Linked DNA regions of Zea mays: region 1 is linked to region 2. A link is a contact called in public Hi-C data. All regions are on one chromosome and are shown on one strand. Each heading gives the region's core, a stretch centred on a gene start, on an enhancer-like site or on the middle of the called end of the contact. The rest is flanking DNA. Distances are from core to core; before and after follow the strand shown.

The links. Hi-C and Micro-C count contacts between places; a contact is called where the count stands out from the background.
Region 1: a Hi-C map of leaf shows a contact between it and region 2, with 3 times the contacts expected there. The contact joins the promoter of LOC100277765 here to the promoter of LOC100501354 in region 2. A contact is called at or near these places in 4 of 25 Hi-C or Micro-C datasets (ear, leaf and tassel).

Annotation. Positions count from the first base shown.
Region 1 is chr2:45,831,511-45,836,683 of Zm-B73-REFERENCE-NAM-5.0, reverse strand. It overlaps LOC100277765, which reads left to right and starts at 1,516. Exons shown (of 15, transcript NM_001151251.2): 1 at 1,516-1,741; 2 at 2,425-2,490; 3 at 2,579-2,627; 4 at 2,747-2,886; 5 at 3,375-3,476; 6 at 3,564-3,620; 7 at 4,134-4,234; 8 at 4,326-4,407. The coding sequence starts at 1,607.
Region 2 is chr2:45,700,203-45,705,028 of Zm-B73-REFERENCE-NAM-5.0, reverse strand. It overlaps LOC100501354 (UDP-glycosyltransferase 85A7), which reads right to left and starts at 3,303. Exons shown (of 2, transcript NM_001196099.1): 1 at 2,742-3,303; 2 at 1,500-2,642. The coding sequence starts at 3,261. The coding sequence ends at 1,699. It also overlaps the pseudogene LOC103648600.

The DNA.
Region 1 (5,173 bases), core at 267-2,766, 130 kb before region 2:
AAATATAAAATATTAGTAATTTGTATCTTTGAATAAATGTATTCTAAAAATAGATTAAAAGATCTATATAGTAATATTAACTATGTACCATAATTTTTGATATTTTATATATTTAGTTAAAGTTAAAAATAATATATATTTAGTTAAAATTAAAATAGTTGACCTCTCGTAAGAAAAACCTAATTAAGTAATGAGAAGTCTTTTCACTAAGCTAAAGATCCTACTCCCTCTGTTTTAAATTATAACCCGTTTGACTTTTTTATATCAAGTTTTATTGACTCGTCTTATTAAGTTTTTCATTATTATTGTTATGTTCTTCTGGTATCGTTTAACATATAATATACTTTAAATATGTGTTTGAAATATTTATTTTTTCTTAAAAATTGAATAAGACAATCCGATCAATCTTCCCCACAAAAGTCAAACGAATTATAAATTAAGACGGTGGAGTATTTTCGATGAGTGTCCCTTCTTTAAAAAAACACAGGTAAAACTTACCTCAGATGTTTCTTTTCTAGATTCTACTTATGTAATCAACAAGGATGATATTTATTTGTATCAAAGAAACCCGTAATTTGGCAGGTTGATCTCGAAAAGTCGAACTCATTCTGACTGTAGCACCAGTAGGCGTGCGCTAGACTTCCACGTTGTTGGCTTCGCTTTAATCCGAAACAATTTATATTATTTTTTATAATATTTTGTTTCCATAGATTACAGCTATGACAGTTCGAATAGTTGACTTTAATCCGAAACGAACAACTTATAACAAAATTGTGTGGGTTTGGACTAGACATTAGAACATGGAAATGGAATTCAGCATTATAATGTGCCGCCAACGTCTCTACAAACTCTACGCACTCCAATTCTACACGTGTATGGAAATGGAATTCAGCATTATAATGTGCTGCCAACGTCTCTAGAAGAAACTCTACGCACTCCAATTTTACACGTGTGTCCCCGTACTGATACTGCAATGTTGTTACTCATTACAATTGAGAACTACTTATGCCGTTTGGTTAACGGAATGTAACGTAAATGGTAACGGTAGTAATTCACACTCGAATACTGATGATAACAAGTTTAAATAAGTCGATATCTATTTTTAGCGTAATATCAATTATGATTAGATTTAAACAAATATAATATAACGTTATCGGTTACCTATTATGTTACCAATATTTCAACCAAATGACACCTTTGATGTTTCTAAGAGCCACACACACAGTTGAAATTACGTTCGAAGGTGGATTTCAGATCGGTAACGGCACCTTTTTTTTTTTTTTGACAAACCTGCTAGAGTGCTCGTTAAGCCGAAAATATGAAAAAAAGAGGATTGCTGGCTTTTTGCTCCTTCCTGATGGCCAGTTTAGCCCAAGCCCAACTTGAGAAAATGAGGAGAAAGGCCTCAGGATTTTGGAATTTGGAACCCAACGCTGCATTTCCCAACTGGGGGCACACATTAACCTCAGCCTCATTTCTCTTTTATTTCCGCTCTCCTCCATTCTCTGTTTGCTACTTTGCAAGTCTCGAACAAAACCTGAAGCAACTCGAAGCGAAGCCGCGATACTGCGAGAAGCGGAAGCGGGGAGGGCGAGGAGGAGCAGCAATGGAGGCGCTGCTGGAGCTCGAGAAGATGCAGAGGGTGCTGTCCCTCATGAGTTCACGCGGCCTCTCCCACACCGACTCCAGCTGCGGCGGCGCTGCCGCTGACCGCTTCCTCGCCCAATTCCTCCTCTTCATGGTACGGTTTTTGGGGGTCGCCCCTCTTCCTCCGTATGACCGTATATACGAATTCAATCGGATCCTTACCAGTGCGCCGAAGCAGGCAAAATGGATTTTTCCCCTTTGTTTTTATATGACACGGACTGTGTCTAGCATAGCATAGTGCTCCCTCCGCCGCCCGTCCCTGCCTTCGTCCTTCGTGGTGGTTTTTGGTTAGGCCATGGATTTAAGGCGCGTATATGCTGTTCGTTTAGCATTTTCATGGGTTTATTCGACGAATACGGTTTCGATTGTGCATTTACGCACGCGTAGCTCGCTGAAGTGTTCCGATTGATTTGATGAGTTGTTGGATTTTGTATTGACCTGCTGTTGATTGGTGACGTGTGCTCGCTGCTCTCCTCTCGTAGTTTTAATCCAGTTAGCTAAATGCCTGGCCGAAGGAGCTTACACCACTAGAGTAGGCATGGTCAACTGGAGACTGGACCAGATTGATTTGTCACATTGGTCATGACCAGACTTCAATAATGCAACCTTGCCTTAATGATCAGATTCATCACACTAGTTTGCTTTGCTGTTCTCGTTGCTCCTCTGAATTGGGTATCTCCTGCTGAAACATCAAGTATTCCCATGCTTTTTGAAATGGGACAGAAAGAAGCACCGAGAACTACTTCCAAAATTATGATCACAAAATCTTTTGTGTAGGTGCAACCGTTTGATTCTCTTACCCTGGAGAATAAGTTCCTTTTGATCTCTGAGCTATTAAGAAAGGTAATCTAAGTGACACCGTCTAACTTTTAGTTCATATTTGTCTATGTGTTTTCTATGAAGAAATTATAGTTGAGACTTCTTTTATTAGGCTACTCCTAATACTTTGGAAGAAGTGCAGCATCTCACCCATCTGGAAGGTAGTGGTAATAGTTGTGAAGTAATGATGATCTTACATTAACCTTATGAGTTTATCCGGAAATTTTCTTGTTGATTGGGTCTGGAACTCTGATAAGACATAGGACCCTTTCAAACGCAGCTAATAAAGATATATGTTCTGGAGGTTCACTCCAGCCAATTAAGAAGTTTAAGATGCATGCCGAGAAATCAACCGTTCAAGCTATGCCGATGGTTGGTTTTGATGCGATGGCAAGAGCTAAGTCTACGCTTGAAGATTTTGTATGTATTCTTTGTAGTTGGTACTCGTAAAAATCCTTAATGGAAACACTGCCATGAATTAATCCTGGAGTGACCCAGGTCTTCTGGGCTGCCTTTTAGTTTTTCTTCTTTTATTTTTCTCAAGAGAAACCTGTTTACCTTTTCTTTTCTCACATCAATAAAATCTTAGCACATTAGGGGATTCCTTTACTGTTTTTGCTAAAAAAACACTGTCATACTGCCTTTTGTTGAGATTTTGCAATGCAAGTGCTACAAAACAATTGAACCGCTTATAGAGGCATTAAGCCCGTATAAAAAATAGCAAGGTATCTTTGAATGTATTTTGTTGTTCCATTATTAGTCTTATAGAGAAACTGGGTCACATGCTGTTCTAAATTTTGATTTTTCCTGTTCAAACATGTCTTTTTTGGGGGGTTATGAGTCTATCTTGAGCACTTCCTGATAATTATGTTTCCCTAAAGTCCCTTTTTTCCTTCTTGAGAAAACAGTGTAGGTCGTACTTTATGTTTCATGGTTTGGATGTTAACAAGCCACAAGCCATTTTCAAGTATCTACCTGTTCTTTCTTTCACAGAGAGTTACATATATCAGGTTTTTTCAACCTCTTGAAATGTGCTTCAAACTTTCATCTTATGGCTTATGTTCTGCATTGAACAAACTAAACATTTCTTGTTGCAGTTAGATGCTTCAAATGAAGACTGTTTACATGTAGTCCCAGATGACAACACTTCAAAAGTAAGACCTGCATTGTAGTGAAATAAGATAGAGATATAGAATGCAAGTTTTGCTAAATCTGATCTACATAGGCCCTGTATATAGTGTATACATTAGCCGCCTTATCTACCATTAGGGATGAAAGTGGATAACCGAATTGTTATGGAAAATTTAATATTTTGAAATAGATATATATGAAATTTGATGCTGATCTTTTCTTATGTTATCAAGCACATTATTACAAATAAGAATAATTTTTTGTATAAATTGTTTTATGCATTATTTGCTCCCTACAACAAAAAAGGTGAAACAATATCCGAATTTGTGTCTGACTTTTATATCTATCATTTGAGTATATGATAAATTTGAGGCTTATCTTTTATGAATCTTTACAAGTTCAATGCTATAAACAAGAATATGAATTTGCATTGCAGATTTTATATTCTATTTATTTGCAATCAAAGAAATAAGACAAAAAATAATATCCGAATAAGTATCCGTTTTCGTCCAATTTCATCCCTATCTACCATACAGGTGTTGGGAAAGAAAGAAGAATCTCTCAATGAGACATCCTTGTCTCAAATGATTGAACCCCTTGAAGGGCTTCTTCAGTGCCAAGGATTAATGACAGACCGGTTGGAATCTTCTCCTCTATGTACTTGTACATATGTAATATATTCACTAATATTTGAGCTAGTTACTCACTTCATTTTCTATTGTTTATAGATTGCGAACTGAACTCAAATCAGGCATTCAGTATTGGTCTCTAGAGAGGAAGCTCTGCCAAGCATTACTAAGAAATGAGAAGGTAAGGAGAGACCTTTGTTTGCTGTAATTTAAAAACAACTAAGTATCCTGATAATAGCGATGCTTCAGTAGATCATCTGTTGAATTTGATCAGACCTGTTTATCGTCATTTTTCTTTGGAAAAGCTGTATGCTCTTGATACTAAGAGGAAGCGATGAATGCCACATAACGAACTATCTTAATACTATTTAAAGTGAATCCATTAATAACTAACTTAATTTTATATTTCAAATCTATAACTGAACATAGACAATATTTCCTCTTGGCAACCTCAAATATAATCTCGACCTTGGGATGGGCTGCCATTTCAGGTGCCCCGTAATGCCCAAGTTCTCTTTGATGTTGCTCTGGAGACCAAGGTTGGGAATGGGGAGAACACCAAATTTTGGACTGATCGTTGGCTGCAAGGCAGCACTGTAGGTGAGCTGGCCCCCCTATCTTATTCAGGTGGTTCCTAAACGAGCAAGGAGACAACGTACTGTCTCTCAAGCTTTGAGCAACAGGACTTGGATTGCTGATATCCAGGGTGCCCTCACAGTACAGGTGCTTGTCGAATACCTGAGGCTCTGGGAGTCAGTTGATGGTGTTACTTTGCAACCTTCAGTTTCAGATCAGCACGCGTAGAAGCTCACAGATTCAGGGATATACACTAGTAAATCTGCATATAATACCTTCTTCGTGGGTTCAGTTAAGTTTGCACCTTGGAGAAGGATTTGGAAATCGTGGTCCCCCCTTCGGTGCAAGTTTTTCATTTGGTTGGCAGTCAA
Region 2 (4,826 bases), core at 2,054-4,553:
TAGTAGTATTTAGGGGAAAAAATTTAGAGGACACCACTACAGACAGCCTGTGAGAAAGAATCTGTCATGCAGGGGCATGGTCTGAAGGGGTAGGACTAGAGATGTCCAAACGGGCCGCCCGGCCCGGGTCCGGTGAAGCCCGGCCCGTTTTAGGTTCGGCCTGCCAGGCACGGTTAGAAAACCGGTCGACCCGGCTAAGCCCGCGGGCTTAATTTCCTGTTCGAGCCTGGCCCGCAGCGGGCCTCCGTTTAGCACGAAAAAGCGGGCCAAAAAGCGGTCCGGTAAGCACGTTTTAGTGTAAAAAAAGCGGGCTTAAGGGGCTTAGAGGTAAACGGGTCGTGCCGGGCTAGCCCACCGTGCCTAATTTTCTGTCCGAGTCCAACCCGCTTATTTGTGCCGGACCGGCCCGTGCCCGTATAGAATCGGGCCGTGCCGGGCTCAGACCGAGCCCAAAAAACGGGCTTTATGCTGGGCTCGTGGACCTTGTGGTTATTGACCATCTATAGATAGGACTGTAGCCTCTGGATCTGCATGGCGGGAGGGGACTGGTCGCGGTGACCACTGCACTGCAGATAGTCTCAGGCAGCCCGCTGCCAGCCCTCTAGCAGGTGGTTGCCCACTCGCCCAGGCCGCCCGCCCGGCTCCTCCCGTGAACCCGTCTGATGCCCAAGCCCCAGTCCACTCGCCTAGGCCGCCTGTCCAACTGGTTGCTTTTTTGGCTAGCAGCAATGCAGAGTAGCAGGAAGCAGGCTACCAGCCAGCAGCAGCAGCGAGCTAGCGTTTAGATAATTCTGTGTTGAAATTTGAAGCAGCAGCACTGCACTACTGCATGAGTCTATCCGCAACCGTTACCCCTAAATTTTCCCCCCCTATTTTCTCCCCTATTTTTTCATCTACCACAGCGGTTTCCTCTAAATACTCCCCTATACCCCACTACAACTATAAAATATCATTTTTTATATCAACTATCAATTTTTTATCTACTAACAATTACTCGTGAACCCACAACACAGTGTTTAGGGTGATGAACAGTGACACGCTAGATCTGGGGGGAGAGAGAAGGGAGCCAGCGCGTAGGGGGCGCTGTAGGGGGCACCGATGCGGCCGTGGAGTGTCCCCTACAACCGGCATGCAAGGGGAGGGGGCTGTGTAGGACTGTAGGGGCTGCGTTGCAGTTAGTCTGACTTGTGTATTGAAGTTGTTCCGTCTTATGTGCATTGAAGCAGTTCGGTATCAGTTAGTTAGGTTTATATGTATTGTATTTGATTTGGTACAATACTATTACATCATGTCTAGCTAGAGCTACTAGTGGCTCGTGAGAACAGGTGGTAGCTACTGGTGGTTTGAAGGCTCGCCAGCCTGCTCATGAGCCTGCACCGAGTCTAGAATTTGAGTTCGCCAGACAACCAAGTCGAGCCAGACTTGGCTCGCTCTTGTACCGAGCCATACGGAATCGAGCCGAGCTTATTACCTCACTCGTTTATTGTGCACACTCATTTCCAGAATCCATACCCAAATAGTACAACAATAGACGGGTACATAATACAACACGTACTAGAGAGTGCAACGACACGTAGATCTTAAAACTGAGCTAAAGTGTATTAGATGGTTTATGCATGCATATGGAGCAGTGCTGAACTGCTGATGCCTGACGATAGCAAGGAGGTTTAATAATTATTGCCACCCGAGAGGAGTACGTCAGTCACCAGCTTCTCCAGGTTGGCGTACGAGCGCCCGCCGGGCCGCGTCGCGCGCACGGCGGTCTCCCGCCACTCCACCGCGCGGCGACGCATCTCCTTCCCTTTCTCCCCGCCCATGGCCTCCCGTATGGCCGTATCCTCTCCTCCACGGCCTCCCGCCGCACGTCGTGGCCGACCTCCACGCCCACGCCGCGCCCCACTCCGCGCACGTGTACCGGCAGTTGGTCTGCTGCTCCGCGAAGAAAGGCCAGCACAGCATTGGCACCCCGGCGCAGAGGCTCTCCAGCGTCGAGTTCCACCCAGAGTGCGTCAGGAACACGCCCACCGCCTGGTGACGCAGCACCGCGTCCTGCGCGCACCAGTTCGCCAGCAGGCCGCGCCCCTCGATCGCCTCCTGGAACTCCGGGGGCAGCACGGCGGCGTCGCCGCTTACGAGGTCCGGCCGGATGATCCACAGGAAGTCGTGGCCGCTGTTGGCCAGACCCCACGCGAACTCCACCAGCTCCGCGCTGGTCATCACCGTCACACTGCCGTAGTTCACGAACACCACGGACCTGGGCTTCCGGCCGTCGAGCCAGCGGAAGCAGGAGGCGTCCTCCTTCCAGAGGTTAGAACCCAGCGAGTCCAGTTGGCTGCCTCTGGGCACGATCTGCTCGGCGAGGAGGGCGAGCGGGCCGATGGTGTTGATGGACGCGGCAGGTGGGATCACGGCGGCGCGCATGGCGTCCAGCGCCTCCTGCTCGAGCTCGTCCAAGGTGTTGAGAAGGACTGCGTCCGCGCCGGCTGTGTGATCCGTCACCCTGACGGCGTAGTGGACCATGAACTCGTCGGGGTCCGTGGAGCGCATGAAGCTTGGGAAGTCCTTGAGCCGCATGTGCTTGCTCATCCCGGGCGGCGCGAACTCCACCGGCGTGTCTAAGAACCCATTCGTCAGATGCTCCTCTGCGTGTTCAAAAAAAAGAAAAAAAAACGTGAGTACTTCCCCTACACTCAGTCGCGTGTGGTGTGCCAGTGCGACTGTGCGAGAGAGATCCCTATCACCTTTCAACGGGAAGATGCCCTTGTCGATGAGGGTGCGGTAGTAGCGGTAGCCCATGTACCCGCAGGTGCTGGCAGTCCAGAACAGAGCGCACGGCACGCCGATCTCCCTGGCGGCATCCAAGGTAAAGCCCATGATGTCGTCGCCGACGACGCAGGTGACCGGCGGCACGTCAGGGGAGGAGGCGTTGAGACACTGGAGCAGGGCCCTGAAATGCGGGAGACAGGTCTCCTCCGTGGAGCGGCAGAGGGACGGCACGTCCTGGGTGGCGTCGGTGTCGGACGGCGGCAGGCCGTCCGGGATGGTGGCGAAACGGAAGCCTGGGAGGCCGTCGAGCGCGTCCGCGCCGCGGGACCGGAGCAAGCGGCGGCGGTTGTACTCGCTGTTGACGAAGGTGACGTGGAAGCCCCGGCAGTGGAGGATCTTTGCTAGCTTCAGCATCGGTGTGACGTGGCCCTGCGCCGGGAACGGCACGAGCACGGCGTGCGGCTTGCCGGCGGCGTCGGCAGCAACGGAGCCCATGTCGAAGTGCGCCTTGTGCAAGTGTAAACGGCGCGATACTGGTATACCATACACCTAGCTAGCTTGTGAGTTAGATGAGGGTGATGAATAGGATCAATTACTATTTACAGAGCTAATATATAGTTCATACTAACGTTACGATCTCAGTGAGTAGAAGAGAGGGGATGAGTCGACCATGACGACAGCACTAGTGAGGGGAGGAGGTGGCAGGGTCGCGGGGGATGAGAAGGCTAGGGGCAGTGGGTCTAAGGGGCGGCGGGTCTAAGGCGAGCAGAAGAGAGGGGATGGGTCGACCATGACTATACGCGGTAGAACTGTAGATGAACACGCGTCGGAAGCTACGAGTTCATTTCTTCTAATGTTAAAACATATCCCGTGCGTTCATAAATACACAAATTAAATTAGGATTCTTTATTCGACGTCTAACGACGAGCGTAATTTATAAAACTAGTCATATGCCCATGCATTGCTATGATTTTTATATATGACATAGGATAAATTTTGTTTTAATAATGCACAAAATATATGTTTTCAATTGATTAGGTAGGTGTGAATGTAGAGCCAACAACCACGGTTCAAACACTCACTTTTGCATAACTTCATCTTATTTTTTACATAAATCACAAATATAAGGCTTCACAAAAGGAGGTCTTGCACCCTTGTATCATTTTCCCTTTCAACAAGAGATAATAAACATTGGATGGTTTGAATGATATTTTTGTTGTCTCTCTGAAGGATATTATGAAGAATCACCTCAAATAATTGTTGGGGCTTTGGTGATTGCAATACATTTCTGTCAAATAAAACAAATCTTTTCAAACTGATCCGAGCGTGCCAAGGCAAATGAAGCAACACTGCAAACCCCATGCACCGTTGAAGTGGAGCACCAAGTTCACTAAATGTTTTTAGCATGGTAATCACGTGGTGCTATGAGATCTCAGAACCATTGCCTAGAAGCACAAGAAGTTTCTTGTCAATTCCTGATTCAATCATAGTCTCAATAGCCTTCAACTTTCCAACCTTTATCAAAGACGCAAGTCTTGCAAGCACATTTTCATACATTGCTCATTTTCTGCAAACAAGAGATCTGCAATTTGATCCATGGGAATTCTTGCCAAATTTCATCAGCAATTGCGCCATCAACATGCTCAGATATCTTGGCTAGAACATAAGAGAAGTTGTCTAGAGTTGAAGTATCTTCACATGCACCAAGAAGATCAATTAATCTGAAGTATCTTCACATGCACCAAGAAGATCAATTAATCTATCTATGAAACCTACTATTTCAAGAGAGCAAGTAAGATTTATGGAGTCTGTTGGAACAAATACAACTGCAATTGCGGTAGTGAATGTAAAAATAAGATCTGGTGATCCTATAAAAATTATCTCTGATATTCAAGGGACAAGTATTTTAATGAACCCAATTTTGCTTGCCTCAAATTCAGATAGGGATATGCATGCCATGAGAGCTTGAGTTGTGTTTGCCAATTAAATGCCAATGTCTATGAATTCTAGCAGAGAAATGAATGATCCAATCTTCCATTCAGCTGGTCTTTTTATACACT